Regions from separate parts of the Macaca mulatta genome. Here region 1 is linked to region 2. A link is a contact called in public Hi-C data. All regions are on one chromosome and are shown on one strand. The core of a region is the stretch at or near the end of the contact, and the rest is flanking DNA. Distances in the headings are between cores, read along the strand shown. Region 1 holds the start of EGLN1 (egl-9 family hypoxia inducible factor 1). Region 2 holds the start of TSNAX (translin associated factor X).

Evidence for each region. Hi-C and Micro-C count contacts between places; a contact is called where the count stands out from the background.
Region 1: a contact with region 2 is called in a Hi-C map of prefrontal cortex, with 5 times the contacts expected there. The contact joins the promoter of EGLN1 here to the promoter of TSNAX in region 2. A contact is called at or near these places in 5 of 14 Hi-C or Micro-C datasets (CD4 T cells, fetal cortex germinal zone, fetal cortical plate and 2 more).

Annotation. Positions count from the first base shown.
Region 1 is chr1:17,606,018-17,613,421 of T2T-MMU8v2.0, forward strand. EGLN1 (egl-9 family hypoxia inducible factor 1) reads left to right here and starts at 5,192. Exons shown (of 4, transcript XM_028849705.2): 1 at 5,192-6,511. The coding sequence starts at 5,621.
Region 2 is chr1:17,498,593-17,505,234 of T2T-MMU8v2.0, forward strand. TSNAX (translin associated factor X) reads right to left here and starts at 1,298. Exons shown (of 6, transcript NM_001261354.1): 1 at 1,132-1,298; 2 at 599-703. The coding sequence starts at 1,147.

The sequences.
Region 1 (7,404 bases), core at 3,942-6,441, 110 kb after region 2:
GAAACTCTGTAATCTTAAATTTGAATTGGAAGTATCAGTATGAATTCAAGATTTTTTTCTCTTGAAAAAATTATCGATTTCCCAGCTCTATTAGAAAGACTTAGAAGTAATGCCCAGTGGCAATGAGTACTCCTGATTATGGTTTCTGACTGCCATTTCCTACTTAAAGGAACTGAGGCTCTTTGGAGGAATGACTGATTCCATGTCAGGGGCAGGAAATGTACAAAATAAGTTTGGGCCATTTTGTGCCAGAAAGCAAGAAAACTATCAAAGATTAATGTGACCACATCTACAATACATAGGAACCAACTCAAATAATTTCTCACTGGCCAAAAGTGGGACAATTTGAGCATCAAAAAGAATAATTAATGCACTTCAATTATGTGAAAAATACATCTATTTACGATAATTTTTTGAAAAAGATCATTAGAAGTTGCTAGGGCACTAACTCATTATTTTGAAAATGGATAAATGAAAAGAAACAAATGTGGACCCTATCTTTCATCTTCAAACTATATTTCAGGATAACCAAAGAGTTAATGAAAAATGTTATGGTAGAATTCCAGCTAATAAATCTAGGAGGAATGTTAGAATTAGAAATTCATTATTTTGCAACCTCTAATGAAATACTGGATTGAGTCACAATTAATGGATGCTAAAATAATCAGGTGATGGTTGATGAAAAATGTAATGTAGGAATCAGGTTGACACCATCTCAACCCATGAGGAATATTTCACCATAAAACGGAACTATCAGCCATATGTGCCTCATGATGTGATGTAAGAGGAAGTACACAGCAACTACCACGAAGTATGCTTACCTAAAATATAGAACCTCAATCTAATAAAAATCCTAGATCTGACTACCTATTTGCAGAAATAGGAGTAATATCACAAGGAAGTAATCAGCTAAATCTAGAATATGGGACATTCGGTAGTACAAATGGCCTGGTTTCTACAGTAAACCTATGGTATGAAGGGTGAGGTGCTGGTAAAATTGAGTAAAAGGGACTTAAGAAATATGACAATTTGTGATGGTATTAGGTGGGGTGGGGTGGGGGAAGAAACAACTAAGTACAATGTATGGACTTGTTAGGATCTTGAATAAAGCAACTGTAAACAGAATCTTTGATATAATCGAAAAAAATTTAATACTTGGGGGTGATGGATAGTATTGAGATTTTTCTTAATTTTGTGTGATAATGGCATGGTGGATACGATTTTTGAAAGTTCTTATCAGTTGTGCATATTGAAGTTGGGATATGCTTTATAATACTTTAGCAAAAAAAGTGGGGGACATAGTAGGGAGGAGGGTAGGGAAGAACTGTCTGTCAACAAATGTTGATAATTGTTGAAGCTGAAAACTGTTGAACTTACTAGGGCTGAGGCTGATTATACGATTACCTCTCTTTTTGCATATGTTTAACTTTTCCCATAAGAAAATGTTTTAGGAAAAATTATCTAGCTTTCTCCAACCTGGGTTGGTTGGTATAAGTTACTGATTGTGACTATCCCAAAAGTTGGTTCAACATTAAGGTAATGTTTGTTAGGAAAAAAAATTAGATCAACACATTATTTAGTATCCCAGGTTTTTGAGCATTCATTTAAAAAATTCACTATAATGAGAGATGATTATACATGTTTGTTATATTTCTGAGATGATCAATCTTAACAGGATTGGTGGTAATTTTTAAATCATAAACTGATAAAGTTTGATGACTGATAAATCTCCCCAATATATAGAAAATCTATTTAATTATTTTGTTTTCATAAGGGAACAACTTTGGTGGAAGGTACAGCTGTCTCTATGTACAAGGAGAAGCACATAGCTCACGTGTGCATCTGGCAGAACCCCCAGTACAGAGGCAAGCAGGTGCTGTTTTCCAATGACACCTACTTGTGTGTGTCCTAATACTATAGTTAGAAAATGGCTCAGATTTTTGAGTTCTTTTCCCAGAACTCAAAGATCGTCTTCCTGTTTATCTTGGTGGAATGCCTATGCTATACTTGTGATTTTTCTGTTCTCTGTAACCTATTAAAACAAGATTGTCACAGATGGGGAAACAAGAGGTCATTAGTTAACAATCAGATATTTGATTTCTTGAGCAGAAAAGATACTCTGTTGTGTTTTTAAAAACATTTTTAAAGGAGAAATAGGGCTACTCCTTGGAAGGCAGATACTTGTTCACTGGGCTTTCCTCAAGAGTCAACACAGTCGTTTCTAAATTCATTTCCTCCTTCAACTCTGTTCTTGTAGTTAACATAAGCGTTGCCTCTTTTAATTCTTGTCAGTTCACAGTGGTTACTTCTTTATAGCTTAATACTGCCAGAAGAGCAAAGGGAAGCCAAATAGGTGGACAATTAGCTTTTGTCTAACTTGGTATGATATGGAGAGGAAAGCACTCTTTAATTCATTCTTCAGTTTCTAGAACAGTTGCTCTTGATTAGGTAAGGGGCAGAAAAAACATTTGTAATAATTTCTGGCTTTGAGAGACACAAGCCTTTGTCTGCCCCAGAGTATTAGTTAACCCACCTAGTGCTCCTAATCATATATTAAGGATTGGGAAGGACATTCATTGCCTCACTCTCTGTTTCACCTTCTGTAAAACTGGTAGAATAATAGTACCCATTACATAGCATTGTATGATGATTAAATTAGTTAATATTTTTAAAATGCTTAGAACACAGATTGGGCACATAATAGCAAGCACCACATGTGTTTATAAGATAAATTCCTTTGTGCTGCCTTCCGTTAAAGTTTAAATAAGTAAATAAATAAATTAAATAAATACTTGCATGACATTTTGAAGTCTCTCTACAACATCTGAGTAAGTGGTGGCTGCGACAATGCTACTGGAGTTCCAGAATCTTGTTGGTGACAAGATTGTTCACCAGCATATGGTGTGGTGAAAACTCACTAACTTGCAATTAGTTCAGATTATTAAGCCTGAATAGGTGAAAATCCTGAAATCAAGGATCTTTGGAACTATTTGAAATCAGTATTTTGTATTTGCCTGTTCTATTCATTAAAATGTTGCAAGTGTTCTATTTGATGGATTAAGTATATTTAGGATATACATGTTCAATTTGTGATTTTGTATACTTAATTGGAACAAGAAAGCTAATAAAGGTTTTGCTATAGGGAATCTATTCTTTTAAGTAAACTTCAATGAAAATGTATTACTAGAGCATATAGAGAGGTAAATAATTTGTGGACACACCATAGACTGAAATAGTAAATTTAAAAGAAATTGTTGGAAGAATCAAGTGTTTGTGGAATGAGTCCTCCTAGTAAAGTTCCTGCTCTTGTGAATAATTAAGCATCATTTATAATTACTACAGTAAAAGGAAGCCTAAGAAGTATTAGACTCTACTTGTATTTAAATTACACTTTACTAATTTATGTGTATGAAAAATCTTTTAAAAGCTTATTTTCATAAGCCATGAGATAACTCCTTTACATTTTAAGAATTTCTGAATTTGCTTGTATTTTATTAGTGCAAACGGCAGAGCTAGCAATTCCTTTTTCTGTGTTCCCATTCCATCCTATTCATCCCTCTTTTAGGAAACTCTGAACTCTGGATTGTCCTTGTTTACATATCTGTCTCCTGCACTGGACTGTGTGTCTCTGAGTGTAGTATGACGAATTCATTTGTTTGTCAAGGATAGTCTAGCACATGGTATACTCTCAATACATTTGTTGAACAGCCTAATTAGTAATGTCTGCAACAATGACATTTTACTATATTTAATAAAGCTCTGGGAAAGTGGGATACACATAAGACAGGTCCAGGTCTAAATTATTTACAGAAACTTGGATTTTTAGTTCGGTTTGAAATTTGAAGATGTGAGTAGATTTAATCTCAGTTTCCCAAAGGACAAGCTAATCGGAATTATCATCCTCTCACTTGATTGGATCCCCAGAATGCCATTAAACGGATGCAGCAGAATTTTTTAACAGTTTTAAATTCTGTATATTTGATGAAGAGGTTTTATATTTTTGGATTCAAGCCTCTTTTTAAACTTCTACAATGTGGTTCACAAAAATTCCTCATATCCTGCTTTTGAAATATATATTGCAGCTTTCGTAAGTTGGGAAGGTTACATTTCAAGGACTAAAGTTACAGTATACTCAAGGGGTACACAAGCCTAGCACCGCATTTTCCAGAGTGTTCGATAAAGATTGTTAAACTCTAAATCACAGGCCTTTTAATTCTTAAGATAAATAGCAGCAGAAAGAAACATCTTTGGCTTATTTCTGGTAAGGTTTTTATGCTCTATAAAACAAAGAATTGTATTCATCCGCGCAGCACAGATTCTATTAAAAATAAATGTGAGAGTTGTTAATGTAGTACTGCTCATTTACCACCAAAATTCACTCTTCAGGAATAATTCCATCAGTTTAAATTGGATATTGGAATGAGCATTGATTACCTCATGTAATTTGGTAGCCCAAAATTTCTTCATGGAGTTTTGAAGTCACCGGGATTTCAAAGGTTTTAATGAGTTTTTAATTTTTTTAAAATCCTCAAATTTCATTACCTTTAAATTAGGTTGAAACGGGGCGCAAGAGATTGGATTAACACCACAGTAATACTTACTTTGTTCTTAACCATTTCAGGGCTTCTTGAAATAGAGACTGTATGGTGTAATGGAAAAAGCCTTGGAATCTGAGAGCCTGATTCCTGGATTCAGTCCCAGTTCTGCGTGACCTTGGACAAGTTACTTCACTTCTCTGAATTTCCGTTTCCTCCTCTGCAAAATGAGGATAGCAACAGCCACCTTGCAACCCTTACTGGAGCGCGCCCCGCACACCCCGCGCCTGCCTCGACGAAGAGCAGCCATGATTACGACGCCGCCGCCGCCGCTCCGCTACCCGCTTGCGGCTGGCGCCCTCCCCCAGCAGGTGTAGGCGCTGCCGCGCTGCCCCACGCCTTTCCGCAGCTCGCGGGCCTGCGCTTCGGCGTCCCCAAGGAGGCCGCTGCAGGCTGAGGTAGCGCACCGGCCTCTCGCGTCCCAGTCCCGCCCTGGGCGGAGGCAGTGCAGGCGACCCAGCTCGGAGGCCGAGGCCCGGCCCCACGGAGTGCGGAGGAGCGCAGGCGGCCCCCGCCCCTCGGCCCTCCCCCCCGGCCCTCCCTCCGCCCCCTCCGCCCTTGCGCGCCGCCCGCCCGGGTCGCCGCGGGGCCGTGGTGTACGTGCAGAGCGCGCAGAGCGAGTGGCGCCCGCATGCCCTACGCTCCTCCACAGCCTGGGCCGGGCCGCCGAGGAGGCTGAGGCGGCGGCGGCGGCGGCGGCGGAGAGGGCCGGTCTTGCGCTCCCCAGGCCCGCGCGCTTGAGTCCAGGTTGCCATTCGCCGCACAGGCCGCATTCTCTCAGCCCTCGGCAGCGATGAGGCGCTGAGGCGGCCGCCGGCGCTGCGCCGGAGACTAGGACTCGGAAGCGGCCGGGCCGAGGGCGCGGGGTACCGGCCTCCCTGAGGCGAGGGTAGTGGGTACATGGCGCAGTAACGGCCCCTATCTCTCTCCCCGCTCCCCAGCCTCGGGCGAGGCCGTCCGGCCGCCACCCCTCTTGCTCGGCCGCCGCCGCCGCCGCTGCCGCCGCCGCCGCCGCCGCCGCCGCCATGGCCAATGACAGCGGCGGGCCCGGCGGGCCGAGCCCGAGCGAGCGAGACCGGCAGTACTGCGAGCTGTGCGGGAAGATGGAGAACCTGCTGCGCTGCAGCCGCTGCCGCAGCTCCTTCTACTGCTGCAAGGAGCACCAGCGTCAGGACTGGAAGAAGCACAAGCTCGTGTGCCAGGGCAGCGAGAGCGCCCTCGGCCCCGGAGTGGGCCCGCACCAGCACTCCGGCCCCGCGCCGCCGGTTGCAGCGCCGCCGCCCAGGGCCGGGGCCCGGGAGCCCAGGAAGGCAGCGGCGCGCCGGGACAACGCCTCCGGGGACGCGGCCAAGGCAAAAGCAAAGGGCAAGCCCCCGGCCGACCCCGCGGCGGCCGCGTCGCCGTCTCGCGCGGCCCCGGGCGGCCAGGGCTCGGCGGTGGCTGCCGAGGCCGAGCCCGGGAAGGAGGAGCCGCCGGCCCGCTCATCGCTGTTCCAGGAGAAGGCGAACCTGTACCCCCCGAGCAACACGCCCGGGGATGCGCTGAGCCCCAGCGGCGGCCTGCGGCCCAACGGGCAGACGAAGCCCCTGCCGGCGCTGAAGCTGGCGCTCGAGTACATCGTGCCGTGCATGAACAAGCACGGCATCTGTGTGGTGGACGACTTCCTCGGCAAGGAGACCGGACAGCAGATCGGCGACGAGGTGCGCGCCCTGCACGACACCGGGAAGTTCACGGACGGGCAGCTGGTCAGCCAGAAGAGCGACTCGTCCAAGGATATCCGAGGCGATAAGATCACCTGGATCGAGGGCAAGGAGCCCGGCTGCGAAACCATTGGGCTGCTCATGAGCAGCATGGACGACCTGATCCGCCACTGTAACGGGAAGCTGGGCAGCTACAAAATCAATGGCCGGACGAAAGTAAGTGTGTGCTGCGGGTTTGTGCTGGACAGACCCTTCTCGGCGGGCAGTCCCTGCCTGCGACTGTAACCGCCTAGGCTGAGAAGCAGCATTCCTCTGTATAGAAGGGACTCGTTGTGTAGCACCCCGTAAGGAAGACGGACAGAATTTGTAGTGGCTGTTTATCTAGTTAGCCCCTTTGTGTCCGCTGTTTTCCACTTACTGCCCGTTCACAAACTTCTCCGGCTAATTGCATGGTTTTCTGGCTAAACGTAGGCTCTTTAACTTTGCTATTTTCTTTCTTCCATTTCACTGTTGGTCACAATTCAAACCTTAGTGGCGTTTTAGCCACCCAGTGAGGGGGTGTTAGAGTACCACCCAAACCAAGTCCTGGTTCTGCATGTGCCTTGTGTTTGCATACGCTCTTGAATTTCCTATGGTGTCTGAACCACTCATCACATTTTGATTGAGAGTCAAACGCTATGTGCAGTGAAGAGTTTGCCAGCTGACCACAAAAAGGTAAATTTAAAATACGCATTTAGTCGAAAGACTGTCTATATTCAGGAAGAGCTTGGCTACTCACCTCCCCCTCTTATAGCTCTTATCCCTTACCCTGTTCCTACTGTTTTGAAACCCTTTACAAAAAGGGGAAAGAAGTATTTCCGTTTTCAGACTTCTCAGTGTAGGTAGGCTACATTTTTAGCATAAGTTTCCTTTATTTGCTTTGTTAATGTAATCCTTCTGTTGAAAACTGTTTTGTAACTTCCTGGAAAAAAACAAAACAAAACAAACAAAAACAACCACAACATGGAATTGGAGCAGGAGGCTCGTTTTATCCTCCCAATTTGGTGAGTTTTTGTTTTCTCTTTACCGTTGCGGTTTTTCCTCCACAGATTCTTCACTTCCTACCTAGT
Region 2 (6,642 bases), core at 48-2,547:
TAAGCCCTTCCCAGATTCCTTAATCACAGAAATGTAAGGTACAGGATAGTGGATAAGAGGAGGACAAAAGGAAGAGAACTTTGTTTTATGTTTGTTTTGAAATGAGGAATAACTTGTCCAAGTTAATATGCTGAGAAAAGAGGACTGTGAAAATCTGTGTATATAGACACACAAGATGTACTAATAGATACAAGCTCCTATTCTGTGCAAAGTGTTAGTTAAAACAAAGATACCCTCCTTGACTTCAAGCCTAGTAGAGGATACACAATAAATGAAAATATATTTTAGCATATAACAGATGAATAAATATTATCAGGTACACAATTCTTGAGTATGTGACATGTCTAATATTAGCTAATGTTTACTGTTTCTTGTGTTTAAGTCATGTTTACCTGATTACTAATATTAATATTTCTCTTAATGGGACATAAAAGTGAAGGCCTTTGTAATCCAGACTTTTAGGGTAGTTCTAGCACCATCACAAAACTTCCAGCTAAAGTTTCACATCCACATTCTTAGGGACTGTTTTCTTGCGCATAATCATGGCTACATAATTTTGTTCTCTCCCCTTCATCAACTTACATTGCAGAGAACTTACATTTAAAGGCCAACATCACTGGTGAAGATGAATTAACATCCTTCCCTTCTCTTCTTTGGTTATGTGGGAAATTGTCATGTTTCCTTTTCCTGAACCCTCCTGATCCTTATATAGAGAAGAAAAAAAGTTAGAGATCTTCCATCACCAACAGTTTGCAAAACAGAACATAGGCAAACGTTCTCCTTGCTTTAAAACCAGACACGCACAGGGCCCTCGCCTTAGAGGCTTTCTCCGCAGACTGACAGAGACGCTGCCCAGGCCTTTCCACGCAAACCATCCAAGCTTCCACCAACTAGTGCTATGATCTGGCATTACAGCAACTACTAAACTAGGATAAAATCACACCTCAAAGATTTAATAAAAAAGGAGGTGTAAACAGGGCCAATCTGGCCGGGGAGAGAACCAGAGCTGCCGCCCCCGAGTCTGCAAGGCACGAAGGCATCCTTCAAGAGTGAAAAGGGGAAAACGGCATAGAAAGAGTGGAGAACCTCCCCCTCTGGATAAATAACGCCCCGTGTTGTTGAGGACGCCACCTTCTTTGTTGCTCATGTCGTCACAGCCTACGGTGAGACGAGCGGAGACTGAAGGACCAGGAGCCAGAGGAGTGCGCGAGGTACAGGCCCAGCTAGCCTGGGAAAACAGCCGGCGGAAGACCGCTCTGCAGCCCGGCGACTACAACGCAGTGGCCGGAAGTCTCCCGTCGCGTACTTCCGGCCTGCGTCCGGTGGGGGCGGAGGGAGGCCGCTGCTGCTGGCTCCGAGCCCCGCGTGGTCCAGGGACGCCCGCGACTGTGTATTATCGCGGCCGCCCTCTGCTATGCCTGAAGACAAAAACTACTCTACACGACTCACAGCATGTACTATTAATAAAAAGACGATGCGTCTTCCTGGAACTGAGATCTGTGTGATCGTGGGAAAGCGACGTAAAAAAAAGTACGTAATTTTTTAATGAAGGGACCTTCGGGACACCTTACCCTTCCCTCAGCGGGGACCCAGCTTTCCGCGCGGTGCATTGTGGGGGTTGTAGTTCGTCCGCGGGAGCAGGCCCTCTGGTGCCCCGGGCCAGGGTTGTGAGAAAGAAGGGAGGCCTCCCTGGAGCTCCTCGGAGCACGTGGGAAGGTTTTTTTCAGGATCCAGGCAAAACCTTACAGAGCTAGGAGTTTTTTTAACTTTCTATTCCTGGCAGTGAGGCCAGGAGCTTTAAGTGATGGAAATATGCGAATCGATCAGTGGATGGTGCTGGTACTGTTTTCAGGAAGATCAAGCCTGCCCTTCGGGTCTCCCTCCTCCCCACTGGCTCTCAGGAGCCAGACAGCCTGTGTTCAGTTTGCCTCACGGAGTGGTTGTGTGACCTTGATGAAGCATGCAATTTCTCTGCCTCAGTTTCCTTATCTGTAACATAGGGATAGAATACCTGCCTTGTAGGGTTATTTGAGGATGAAAGGAGTTAAGGCTCACGAAGATGCTCTTTCACATATAACTGCTCAATTAAATATTAAATACCATACTTCTCTCCCACACAAAATGAAAGAAAGGTAATAGGTGTATTCCACTAAACTGTGGGTCTCTCATTATGGGCAGCTACTGCCATATCTAGACTTTGTTCCCCCACTAGCCCCAGTGCTTTTCAGTGCTGTGGTCTGGCCCCATGTAAGCCTCCGTCAACGTTTGTTGAAGAATCACGTTCCTGGTGTGTCCAGAATTGGTGGGTTCTCGGTCTCCATGACTTCAAGAATGAAGCCGCAGACCCCTGCAGTGAGTGTTACAGTTCTTAAAGATGGTGTGTCTGGAATTTGCTCCTTCAGATGTTCAGATGTGTCTGGACCTTCTTCCTTCTGGTGGGTTCATGGTCTCACTGACTTCAGGAGTGAAGCTGCAGACCTTGGTTCACAGTGTTACAGCTCATGAGGCAGCATGAATCCAAAGAGTAAGCAGCAGCAAGAGTTCATCACAAAGAGAGAAAGAACAAACCTTCCACAATACAGAAAAAACCCCCCTCCCCGCCCCGCCTGCTTTTATTTCCTTATGTGATCCCACCCACATCCTGCTGATTGGTCCATTTTACAGAGAGCTGATTGGTCCATTTTGACAGTGCTGATTGGTCCATTTTGACAGAGTGCTGATTGGTGCATTTACAATCCTCTAGCTAGACAGAAAAGTTATCCAAGTCCCCACTAGGTTAGTTAGATACAGAGTACCAATTGGTGTATTTACAAACCTTGAGCTAGACACAGAGTACTGATTGGTGTATTTACAAACCCTGAGCTAGATGCAGAGTGCTGATTGGTGTGTTTACATCCCTCAGCTGGACATAAAAGTTCCCCAGGTCGCCACCAGCCCTGCTGACCTCACCCAGTGGATCCTGCACCAGGGCTGCAGGCGGAGCTGCCCGCCAGTCCTGAGCAACACCTGTGCTCCTCAGCTTTTGGGCACTCGATGGGGCTGGGCGCCATGGAGCAGGGGGTGGCGCCCATCGGGGAGGCTTGGGCCGCACGGGAGACCGCGGCGGAGGGGGAGCTTGGGCATGGCGGGCTGCAGGTCCTGAACCCTGCCCTGCAGGGAGGCAGCTGAGGCCCGTTGAGAATTTGAGCGCAGCGCCCGGGGTGCTGGGAGACCAGGCACAACCTCCGCAGCTGCTGGTCCGGGTGCTAAGCCCCTCACTGTCCTGGGCCAGCGGCGCCTGCTGGCCGCTCTGCGGGCCAGCGAAGCCCGCGCCCACCAGAACTTCCGCTGGCCTGTGAGCAGCCCCGGTTCCTGCCAGAGCCTCTCCACATCTCCTGGCAAGCAGAGAGAGCCGGCTCCCGCCTCTGCCAGCCCAGAGAGGGGTTCCCACAGTGCAGTGGCAGGTTGAAGGGCTCTTCAAGCACCACCAGAGTGGATGCCGAGACCAAGAAGGTGCCAAGAGCAAGGGCTGCTAGCATGTTGTCACCTCTCACTGGCCTCAGGATGGGTAACTAGGTGGCAATTCAGCACCGTCTAGAGAGAAACTTAGGCCAAGGCTTGGTAAGTGGGATGCCCTAGGCCTAGTAGAGAAAACACAAGTACATTTTAAGCTTTCTCTAAATAACCTTTATATTGTAGTCATGTGTTGTATACAGTCTTTTCTCCTTGTTAATTTAGGAACAAAGGAACAGTAAATGAAATAACTTGGCTAGAATATGGCAGTAACTACAAGGCACGTTCTGCTCTGGCAGGAAGGTAACCACCACTCATACCTCTGCAGCTCTGGGAATACGTGAATTAACTAAGCAGATTCCTTGAGGATAAAGTAGGCTCCTGGGGACCTTGCTTGTTGGGCTACTTGCTTTGTGGATGTTGAACAAATAATTGTCATGAATTTGAGTGACGTCTCATCTACCAGTGTTCCCCCTACTCTGATTAGAAATGACTTGATCATGCCAAAAAGAAAAAAAAGACAGCTCTGATACAAATCTAGCCATTTTAATATGACTCCCTCTAGATCCAAGGAAGCCAGTACTTATGAACATTTTCGGAGTCAATACTTACTTTACCGTACCATAATTGAAGGAAAGCGTATTTTTCCTAACTCTCCTGGAATAGCACATCCCAAGATTTCAACTTTCCAAAGCCTGGATCAACTGTATTTCTTTTCTTTCTCCAGCCACTACTGCCCTACCCTGTTCAACTACAGCTATGTTACCTGAACTGCTTTCCACTCTTTCCCGTAAATATGATGATTAGAACACTAAGTTTCATAACCCATAATGACTTCCGAAAGTATTTAAGGGAGGTGAATCCCAGGAGCACTTTCTCAGCACTTATTTGCATATGCATTTACCCCAGGCTTCCCCAGGTGTCCCAGCTTGTAGCTACTCCTTTGTCAGGAAATAGATTTCAATGTCTGTAACAACCTGCATCCCTACCCTGTCTCCTTGTTTTATTGCTTCAGATGTAAACATAGTTTTGGTACTTGGCAAAACAGTTTTTTGTTTGTTTTTAAAGTAAGACTACCACCCCAAGTCAGGGAGACGAAGGTAAAGATTTTTAGTAACATCTTATCTCTGATGTTGATTTTACTTGCTTTTTTTTTTTTTTTTTTTTTTTTTTAAACAGTTTCACTCTGTCACCCAAGCTGCAGTCCACGGCTCACTCACTACAACCTTGACCTCCTCGGGCTCCAGTGATCCTCCCACCTCAGCCTCGCAGGTTGTTGGGACTACAGGCGCATGCTACTATGCATGGCTAATTTTTTTTTCTCTATTTTGTGGAGACAGGGTTTCGCCATATTGCCCAGGCTGGTCTCAAACTCCTGGGCTCAAGTGATCCACCTGCCTAGGCCTCCCAAAGTGCTGGGATTACAGTGAGCCACTGTGCCTGGCCTCCAGTTGCATTCTAATTGCCTATATTTGGCTCTGAATGAAGCTCTAAGCCTTTCAGTTGCATGGTTGTTATTCAGTTCATAAATCCTCTCATTTGTCACCATTAGATTAAGAGAAAAATCGCATATCAAAACTGGTTTGGGAGACCAAGGCAGGTGGATCATTTGAGGCCAGGAGTTCGAGACCAGCCTGGCCAACATGGTGAAACACTCTCCTAAAAAATACAAAAATTATTTGGGTGTGGTGGCATGTGCCTGTAATCCCCAGAGGCTGAGGCAGGAGAATCACTAGAACCCAGAGGGTGGAGGTTGCACTAAACCCAGATAGCGCCGCTGACCTCCAGCCTGGGCCACAGAGCAAGACTTCACCTCAAAAATAAAAAAAAAATTAAAAAAAACTGGTTTTGGATATTGAAAGAAAATCATATAATTGAGTAAAGAGAAGAACATAATTAAGAGATTATCTGTTTCAGCATTTCCCTTATTTAGTTATTACATAAATAACTAAATCCTGGGGTAGAAGAGATCATGGGGAATTGTAAGAATCTGGAGTTCCTGTTTTTTAAAAGATAACCATAATATTTAAAAGATATCTATGGGATCCAGAGTGATACTGTGAAGTGTACACATTACCTTTATGGTGAATAAATTCAAAGATTTATTTTTCAAGCAATGCTAGGATATAGTAGGAGAAAATGATGTTCCGGTTTTATAACACAAGAGAGAGAAGCTGATATTGAAGAAGAGTGATGGTAAAACCACAATGAGATATCACTTCAAATCCACTAGGATGACTATATTTAAAAAGAAGAGAGAAAACAATAATTGGTGAATATATGAAGAATTGGAACCCTGATCAATTGCTGGTAGGAATGTAAAATGGTACAGTCACTATAGAAGACAATTTGGCAGTTCCTCAAAGAGTTGGACGTAGAATTACCATATGACCCAGCAATTCTACTGTTAACTATTTATCTTGAACACAAATGTTCATAGCAACACTACTCACAATAACCAAAAAGTAGAAATAACCCAAATGTCTATCAGTAGATAAATGGATAAATAAAATGATATATCATTTGGCAATAAAAAGGAATGAAATACTATTGATGCTGCAACGTGGATGAAACTTGAAAACATTATGCAGAGTGAAAGGAGACAGTCACAAAAGACCACTTATTATATGATTCCATTTAATACAAAGTGTCCAAAATAGGCAAATCTATAGATAGAAAGTAGATTCAACTAGTAGTTGCCTAGGGCTAGGGGTCATGGAACAGTGAGGTAGAGGGGTGATAGCTAAAGGATGTGGGGTTTCTTTGTGAGGAGATGGAAGTGTTCTAAAATTGACTAGGGTGATGGTTTCACCTATTTGTGAATATACTAAAAATTTTTGAATCAGTTTAAATGATGAGTTACATGTGAATTATATTTCAGTGAAGCTATTAGAACAAATTTTTTAAAGTGTTGGGAAACATTCAAGTCTTGTAAATATATTGTAAATATATGTAAAGTTACTATATACATGTAAATATATAGATAATTCAATGTTATTAAGGAAAAGCATTAAACAATATGGCTTAAGTTTATTTTTATTTTTATTTATGTATTTATTTTGAGATGGAGTCTCACTCTGTCGCCCAGGCTGGAGTGCAATGGTACCATCTTGGCTCACTGCAACCTCTGCTTCCTGGGTTCAAGCGATT